3 separate regions of the Mus musculus genome follow, and all the other regions are linked to region 3. Evidence: chromatin contacts called from public HiChIP or PLAC-seq data. All regions are on one chromosome and are shown on one strand. Each heading gives the region's core, a stretch centred on a gene start, on an enhancer-like site or on the middle of the called end of the contact. The rest is flanking DNA. Distances are from core to core; before and after follow the strand shown. Region 1 holds the start of Mir9-3hg (Mir9-3 host gene). Region 2 holds the start of Rhcg (Rhesus blood group-associated C glycoprotein). Region 3 holds the start of 5430400D12Rik (a long non-coding RNA gene).

Region 1 (2,700 bases), core at 13-2,512, 420 kb before region 3:
AACTAATTTTAAGAGGAGGCATCTAGGAAGATCGTGGAGACCAACACAGTAAAAATAAATAAATAAATAAATAAATAAATAAATAAATAAATAAATAAATAAATAAAATAAAGTAGCAGGGGAAATAATCAGAGCAAGACCAGGAAGAAGAAAGGAGCGGTGGCAGGCACAGCTTCCGGGAGGTGGTGTTCTAGGAATCCGGGAGAGCATGCCCCATTCAAACGGCTCAACTCCCTCCTTTGGGAGGCGATCAGTTTGCAAGGGGTTAACTGCGTTGCTCATGAACTTGGCCTGTCTGTCTGGCTCAGGATGAATGATGAGACACGCTGACAAGTTCGGCCGGAGGGACCTCCCCTGCTGTGGTGGCGAGAGAAGCACACTGGCAGAAGGGACCCTGAGCGAACCACAGGGACGCAAGAGGAAGAGGTGGTTCCGCAGGTCAGGCACTCGGGTCTGCCTGCCCTCTCTGTTCCCGCCTCCTCTTGACCTTTCGCCCCCTTCCTCGTAGCTTCCTAATATCATCTTGGAGCACTAGAATTTTCAGGGGCTCTGACTCTGAGTCCCAGAACCCTGTACCCGCCCTGTGGACAATGCCGAGCGCGATGCAGCCGGGCTCTGGAGCCTGACCCGGGGAGGCCGGATTCAGCATTTGGACAGCGGCTCGGGGGCCGGTTTGCGGCCCAAAGAGTTTGCAGGTGCACCGCCCTGGATGAGGCGAGGTAGGGGACACTCTGGGTCTCGGAGGAGCGTGATCCAGGTTGGAACGCAACCCAGACTGTCAACGAAACACGTTCCTGCGAGCTAAAGAATCCCTTCCGAGCCCTCATTGCGACCACCAAACCAGCCAATCCCTCGTGGGTTCCCTCAGCCAACACTTGTGTGTGTGAAAAGATCAAATGCCCCCATTGCATCCAGAGCGCAGACGTCCCTCAAATCCTAGGCTCTCCATTCTTCCCCGAGCATCCTGGATCCCTGGGCTTGGAGCTGCCTGTGAGGCTTCCAGCCCTCTGCTTGTCACCACTTCCCAGGTGGTTGGTGGCTCTGGGTGAACCCAGTGGAGCGGGGCGTTTGCGGGGAGGGCTGTTCGGATGCAAGCTGGGCGCGGGCAGGCTGGGCCGGGTCGCAGGGCAGGGCGCCCCTCGTCTCCTGCCTCCGCCTCTCGGTTCCGCACTGGTCCGAGTGAAGCCAGGGGGGGCGGGGGGGAGCCGCGCTGACGTCACTGCGGGCCGTGCCCGCCCGAGAAGGCGGCGCTGAGCCGCTCAGAGCCGGGAGAAGCGGCGCGCCGCCAGGAACCCCCGCGCCACCGCCGCCGCGCCTGCCTCCAGCAGCTCTCGGCCACGCGACCGTGCGGTCAGCGGCGCTTGGAGGGCGGCCGGAGCTGGGCCTGAGCCTGGAGACTCGCCTGATCCCGGGCGGCCGAACCACCATCACCACAACCGCCCCACCCCCGCCGTCGCCTCGTGGGGCCCCGGCCCCCTCCCGGGTCCGTAAGTGTCACTGCCTTCTGCGTCTCGGCCGGGCTAGAAGAGAGGGGCTAGGGCGTCAGGTTGGTAGTCTCCACTAAGACAGTGTCAGGGAGCCGGCTGGACTGGTTCAGGGGCCTGGGGTATCTCTGTGGGTCCCTCTTGAACATCTCAAGGGCTCAGGGCTTTTCTTGACTACAGGGGGGTTGGGGGTTAAGCTCTAATTGTGGGTCAGAGCTCAGGCATCTCCCGCAAATCTTCAAGACCAAGGTCAAGGGTCTTGGGATAGCGAGATGAGACGCGCCTGCGGTGTTCAGAAAGGGACAGGGTGAGAGGTCCGATGGAAGTTGTGGGGAGGTAGAGAGAGAGAGGTTTGAGGGAAAGAATGTTTCTGAAAGAGGTTTCAGGGAGTCCCCTCCCTAAGTCCTACCCGTGACTTTCTTCTGCCTTCTTATCCCTCACCGCTCCCCCCCCACACACACACACACCAACACACAAATAACCTACAAAGTGGCTTCCTGGAAAAAAATTTTTTTGAGAAAAATGAAACACATAGCACCCACTCTAAGCAAGATTTGTGACGTCTTTTTCCCCTTTTAAATAGGAAGTTGGGAGAGCCCTCCTTTCAGTACTCCACTCCATGCTTTGGGGCAGGCCTTTTGGAGCTGTCTGTGGGCGTCTCTGACACTCCCTCCAGTCTAGCTTTGAGCTGAGAAGAACAAGGGAACCATGGATGGAGCTTGAGGCTGTTTAGGGTCATCTCTGGGAGAAGCTTGGGTGGTAGGGTGTCACAGGAAGGAGGCAGCTGGCTCTAGCAAGGAGAGGCTCCAGGCCAAATCTCTGGAGCAGCAAAGACATCCAAAAAAATACAATCTCTGAGCCATTGTGGCAGAGAGGCCAGATGCTGGGCTTCAAGGGGAGAGAGACCCTCTTTGAATCTTCTTCATATTGGGGGTGTGTGATAGGTTCTTAAGGGGGTCTGGAGTTTGAGGGTCTGGCTTTCAGTCAAGGGAGGTCAGAGGTAGGTTAAGTAGGCACAGACATAGGGGTGCACCTCAGGAGCCTCCAGGAGCAATACTGGCTGGTCACGGGAAAGGCTTGGCATTTTGAGGAAGGTATTTTGAGGTCCCTGTTTAGAAAAGCCCACACCCTGCTGCCTGCCTTCACCTCAGCTGTTGAGGAAGTGGGCAGGTTAAAAGACAGAAAGGAAGATACTGTCCAATCGGCCATGTGTGTT
Region 2 (2,700 bases), core at 59-2,558, 300 kb before region 3:
CACCATCACCCCATAGAGAAGGAAGTTAAGGTTCATTTTGATTGGCACCGGCCTGAGACCGCCCACCCTGAAGCAGCAGAGCCACGATAGAAGAGAGGTTTGTCACTTAAGGGCCATATTCTTCTTCATCGTCTTTTAAAAATCTGTTAGAGTGTTTTACCTGAATGCTTGACATGTGTGCCTGGTGCCCAGGGAGGGCAAAAGAGGGCATCAGATTCCCTGGAACTGGAGTTATAGATGGTTGTGAGCAACCATTTAAGGGCTAAGAATCAAACCCCTGGTCTTCTGGAAAAGTAGCCAATGCTCTTAACTGTTGAGCCATCTCTCCAGCCCCTACAGCCATATTCTTAGCCATAGCTTCATAGCTTCACGGATGCAGAAAAATCCCAGGAAAAGGAAGGGTGGCCACTGGCTTTTTCCCAAACCCTGGGACCTTGTGGCCCAGCACCACCTCTGGTCCCACACACAGTCTCAGTATCAGAAGTGGAGAGCTATCATGCCATCATTGTGATCCCTGACATCTATCTATATGTGAGGTGTGTGCAAGCCAGATCACCTGCTACTTAGGTGGTAAAGGTGGAATTCTGGCTTTTGACGACACCAAGTAGGCCAGGGACACAGGAGGCATCTGATGGCTGGGAGAGAGATGAAGGTTAAATAAAAAGAAGAAGAAGAAGAAGAAGAAAAAAAAAACTCAAACTAACCAAACAACAATCACAAAATCGGCCCACTTGTTTCAGGTGACTGCCTCTACCAGACTTTCAAAGTGTGAGCACATCTGACCATTTCTCCAGTGACTGGCTCAGGCTGTACCCTGGTGCAGATTCTACCCTGGGACCAGCTGGGAACTGTGGGGCATCATTGGCCCCCTCCATCTCCAGCCTGTCAGAGCCAGGGGCGGACCTAATGCGGAGCCCAGTCAGGCGCCCGCCCAACTAGCTAGGGTCTATCAGGAGACTCCTTAAGTGAATCTGCGGGCCATAGGACTTACTCGGGTAGCGATAGTAAAACTCGTTCTCAACGTCGCTGGAGATGTTCTTGCGCTTCTTCTCCAACCACCAGTGAGCATCGGCTTGGATGTCGTAGCGCACGAACACGCCAAAGAGAACCACCATGGTCACTTGCAGGATCAGGCAGGTGATGGGCAGCCGCCCCCGAAGGTTGGTGTTCCAGGCCATGCTCCGCACTGCTGGCCGCTTGCTCTGAACGCTGGGCTCCGAGACCAGGGAGACGCTTAAAGGACCGGGACACTGGGCGGGGCGGACGCGGAACAGCTGACCATGGTGCCGCCCACGCGCCTCGGGCTCTACCCAACCGGCGAGAGTCCCGCGGGGCCTCCCGAGCCCAGTACCCCTAGAAGGAAAGCTCCAGGTGATGGGAGCAGGGCAGAAGGAAGATGTAGAACGCCCCAACTTCTGCGCGTCCCGTCGATGCCTGGCCTTTCCCGCCCTGTTCGGGTGAACTGGGAGAGAGGATGCTCATCACTCATCCAGATTAGAACAAAGAATTCCCAGACTGGAATCACTATCCCCATCACCCCCCTCCCCTCATCCTTTTTAGGACACACCTTCGGTAATCTAGGCTGGTTTCAAACACTTGGCAATCCTGCCTCAAGCCTCCGACTTGAGCTACCCACCACTTAAGATCCTTTCCTTTTTCAGTTCATGAACTTTAAAGGAGATGAATGAATAGAAAGTAAAGGAAAAAGGAGAGACTGCCCCAGACCCGAGAAGCGTGGGGGGGCGGGTACAGAAAAGCATGAGGAAGAAAATGAAAACCATCAGTTCTATGCCATCTACATGCATTTAGTCTTTCAAGCCTGTCCGAGAGGGCACAGGAATGACCGTTGGAATATTATTCACATACAGCTTGTGCTACTCAACATAAATAGACATCTCCCCAACTCTTTACATCTTTATTTTATTTTATTTATGTCTTCCTTCCTTCCTTCCTTCCTTCCTTCCTTCCTTCCTTCCTTCCTTCCTCCCTTCCTTCCACAAGACAGTGGTACCCCATGCTGGCATAGTGGAGTCTGCAGAGTTCCCCACACAATGATCAATGCTCAGCCACATGTATTACCTATTGGCAAGTAAGGCTGTAAATCTGGCGCCGATGGAAGTACATGGGAAGGAATTCATGGACACATGGAAAGACCTAAGAATCCCTAAGCTTGTGCCACTGATTCCAGACACACTGTCCAACAGTAGGAACTGGCTAGAACACAAGCATCAGTTATCTTGCTTTTTTTTGTTGTTGTTTTTATTTTTTCCCAGACAGGGTTTCTCTGTGTAGCCCTGGCTGTCCTGAAACTCATTCTGTAGACCAGGCTGGCCTCAAACTCAGAAATCTGCCTGCCTCTGCCTCCCAAGTGCTGGGATTAAAGGCGTGCACCACCACTGCCCGGCTCATCTTGCTTTTAAGAAGGATGCTGGACCTGGCAAGATGACTCAGCTGGTAAAGATGCCTGCCATCAAGTCTTGAGTTAGAGCCCTCAGACCCACATGGTGGGAAGAGAGAACCAACTCCCACAAGTTGTTCCCTGGAGGCATGTGTCCACTTGCGTGCAGACACCCGTGGAAGCCAAAGGCATTTGGTCCTGGACCAGAAGTTACAGGGAGCTGTGAGGCACCGCATGTGTGTGCTGGGAACTGAATTTGGGTCCTCTGTAAGAGCAGTGTATGGTTTTTAAGATTTATTTAT
Region 3 (2,700 bases), core at 143-2,642:
ACATTAAGTAGCTGTATAGTGATTTTTAGCTCAGTGAAAAACTTAGAAACTAGGAGAAACAAATGCACGTGCAAATTGAAGTTGTAAACCCTGTCTTGAAAAACATAAACAACAAAAAATTGAAGTTGTATTCAGTGTTCTATTTAAAAACGTAGTTGGAAAATCCTATTTTAAAAAGCAAATACTTTTCATTTATGATGAAAAAAGGAATAAAAGACCCAGAGACATTTCTGTTTGTTTGTTTGTTTTTCAAAACAAGGTTTCTCTCTAAAGCCCTGGCTGTCCTGGAACTCACTGTGTAGACCAGGCTAGCCTCGAACTCAGAAATCCACCTGCCTCTGCCTCCCAAGTGCTGGGATTAAAGGTGTGTGCCAGAACCGCCCGGCAAGACATTTCTTAACGTGTACAAAAGGTGGGGCTGAAGCCTGAAAGTCTTCTGATTTTATTCCCTCTCAGACAGAACCAGTCTCTCAGGAGGATATTTTGAAACCTAACCACGAATAAAATATTGGGGTACAGAAGGCAAAGAACGGCATCTGCGTTTCCCCAAAGGAAATGTTTCCAGAAAATTCAAATGTGCACGAACATTGCTGAGGCATTCCATGATGGCATTTGTTTATTTGTTTAATTATATGATTTCTTAAGATGCGGTCTGGTGTAGCTCAAGCTGGCTTAGAACTAGCTGTGTATCTGAGGATAACTTTGAAGTCCTGATCCTCTCGCCTCCATCTCCCGAGTTCTGAGCTTTGAGGTGTGCACCACTACAACTGGCATCTTGTAAAAATAGCTCATTTCCCCCTAATTTTAAAAGAGACTTTCTGCAACCTTACAGGATAAAAAGTATCCCAACCCTGATAAGTGCCAGCCAATGCTGAAGCAAGTGATTCCACGAAAGAACTTCTCTCCATGCCCTTGAGAAAAAATAAACGTAAAAGAACCCAACGACCAGATCATCACAAAACTACGCTCATCAATTTAAAAAACAAAACAAATACAGAAACAAAAAACTAAAGACAGAGGCTGTCACCCAATATCTCAATGCGGCACACTGTGTACTGAGTCTGTCCCTAAGACCCAAGGGAAAGTGTCACAAAACACAGAAAAGCCAAGATCCAGGAAGGATGAGGGAGGAGCAGGGGGGTGGGTCATGCACGGTGCCAGAGCAGGAGATGCTGCTGAGCGCGGCTGCGGGCCGTGGGGAAGGGATGGCTCTGGTGCTCCGCAGGGGCATGGTTGGTGGGGCTGCACTCACAAAACGCTGGTAGAAGCGGACCAGCCGCGGTTTTCCATGGTTGTTGAAAACCAGAATCGCCTGAATCATCTTTGCCGGTCCCGCTTCTCTCGGTACCACCTGCTCCAAGAACGCACCTTCTTCCGGCACAACACGAACACTTCCTGTTGGTGTCCCGCTGAAAGCTGCTCCCGGAAACTTAGTCTCGGTACCCCTGGGCACCGAGCACTAAAGTGTCCTGCCGCTCTGGCACCCTGAGAGGTCGGCGCGCTTTCCTGGGGAGCACGGCTGTAGAAGCCCAGGAGCACGGTCGCCTTGGCCAGCCTGGGAACGAATCCAAGCCTGGCTGGGACTGAGCCCCTCATTCTGGTTCCATCCTGGAGCCAACCGTGTCGGCAGCAAGCATCGAGACTGGCAATTCCTGCCAGCAGCCGCGCCAGTTTGAGGGACCAGTAGGTGTTTGTGTTTCTTCTTCTAACCTTGGACTAGCAAAAGCTAGGCTTTTATGTTGCAGTGAATTAGGCAAAAGTCTGCCAGTCAAACGGTCATTCTCTCCTTTAGATGGTGAAAGTTGACATCATACGGGATCTCTCATCCAATCCCACATAAACGGAACGGTTGGTCTCAAACTGGTAACACCTTTTCTCATTTATTTATTCATTTAGTTATTCGTTTGTTTGTTTATATGTTATCTTTCTTTGAAACGGAGTCTCACTGTGTCGCCCTGCCTGGCTTTGAACTCAGAGATTCGCCTGCCTCTGTGACCCTAAATGCTGGGATTAAAAGCCTGCACCACCACATACATCCCTGGGATTTTAGTAAATAAAAATTCAAATGACTATTGCATTGAAGTGGGACAAAATGATTCAAATGTTGGACGGAAATGTCAAAGACAATTCTAAAACAGAGTAGCAAGAAGGAACCAGCTTTGCCCACCAATCAAACCAAGCAGGATAATTTGAAGTATGTTTTAAAGTTACATTTATATGGATTTTTTTGGAGAGGACCCACGCGCCTGCAACGGTGCATGTGTGGAAATCAGAGGACAATTTGGGGAGTCAGTTCTCTCTTGCTGTGTAAAAGATCTAATGTAAGCCATCAGACTTGGCAGTGCCTTTACCTCACAAGCCTCAAATCATAATTAAAAGGTGAAGTATTATTGAACTATAACACAATAGTCTGTGGTAAACAATTTTAAAGATTTAATTTTAATTATGTTGTATGTGTATATGTCCAAATGTTGCTTCAGGTGCCCTCAGAGACTAGAAGAGGCCACCTTAGAGCTGGAGTTTATAAGCAGCTGAAGTGAATGCTGGGAGCAACTCCAGTCGTTTGGAAGAGATGTAGTCTTTCCAAGCCCTTGGCATGAAATAATTTTAATATATGATGTAGGGGCTATCATAGTTTGGCTGTAGGAAGGAATTCCACAAGTGCTATTGAGATAACTGATTAACACTTTGAAGAAAAAG

What was found. HiChIP or PLAC-seq counts read pairs in DNA pulled down with a chosen protein or histone mark.
Region 1: a contact with region 3 is called in an H3K4me3 HiChIP or PLAC-seq map of stem cell-derived neural progenitor cells, with 2.9 times the contacts expected there. The contact joins the promoter of Mir9-3hg here to the promoter of 5430400D12Rik in region 3. A contact is called at or near these places in 2 of 484 Hi-C or Micro-C datasets (both in cortical neurons) and 1 of 115 datasets of contacts at active chromatin or transcription factors (stem cell-derived neural progenitor cells).
Region 2: a contact with region 3 is called in an H3K27ac HiChIP or PLAC-seq map of embryonic stem cells, with 5 read pairs. The contact joins the promoter of Rhcg here to the promoter of 5430400D12Rik in region 3. A contact is called at or near these places in 4 of 484 Hi-C or Micro-C datasets (cortical neurons, embryonic fibroblasts, embryonic stem cells and 1 more), 1 of 115 datasets of contacts at active chromatin or transcription factors (embryonic stem cells) and 1 of 9 other capture datasets (embryonic stem cells).

The regions. Positions count from the first base shown.
Region 1 is chr7:79,498,764-79,501,463 of GRCm38.p6, forward strand. It overlaps Mir9-3hg (Mir9-3 host gene), which reads left to right and starts at 1,263. Exons shown (of 3, transcript NR_040314.1): 1 at 1,263-1,487.
Region 2 is chr7:79,616,349-79,619,048 of GRCm38.p6, forward strand. Rhcg (Rhesus blood group-associated C glycoprotein) reads right to left here and starts at 1,309. Exons shown (of 11, transcript NM_019799.3): 1 at 992-1,309. The coding sequence starts at 1,178.
Region 3 is chr7:79,919,257-79,921,956 of GRCm38.p6, forward strand. 5430400D12Rik (a long non-coding RNA gene) reads left to right here and starts at 1,393. Exons shown (of 2, transcript XR_003946805.1): 1 at 1,393-1,683; 2 at 1,793-2,700. Ap3s2 (adaptor-related protein complex 3, sigma 2 subunit) reads right to left here and starts at 1,384. Exons shown (of 6, transcript NM_009682.3): 1 at 1,253-1,384. The coding sequence starts at 1,321.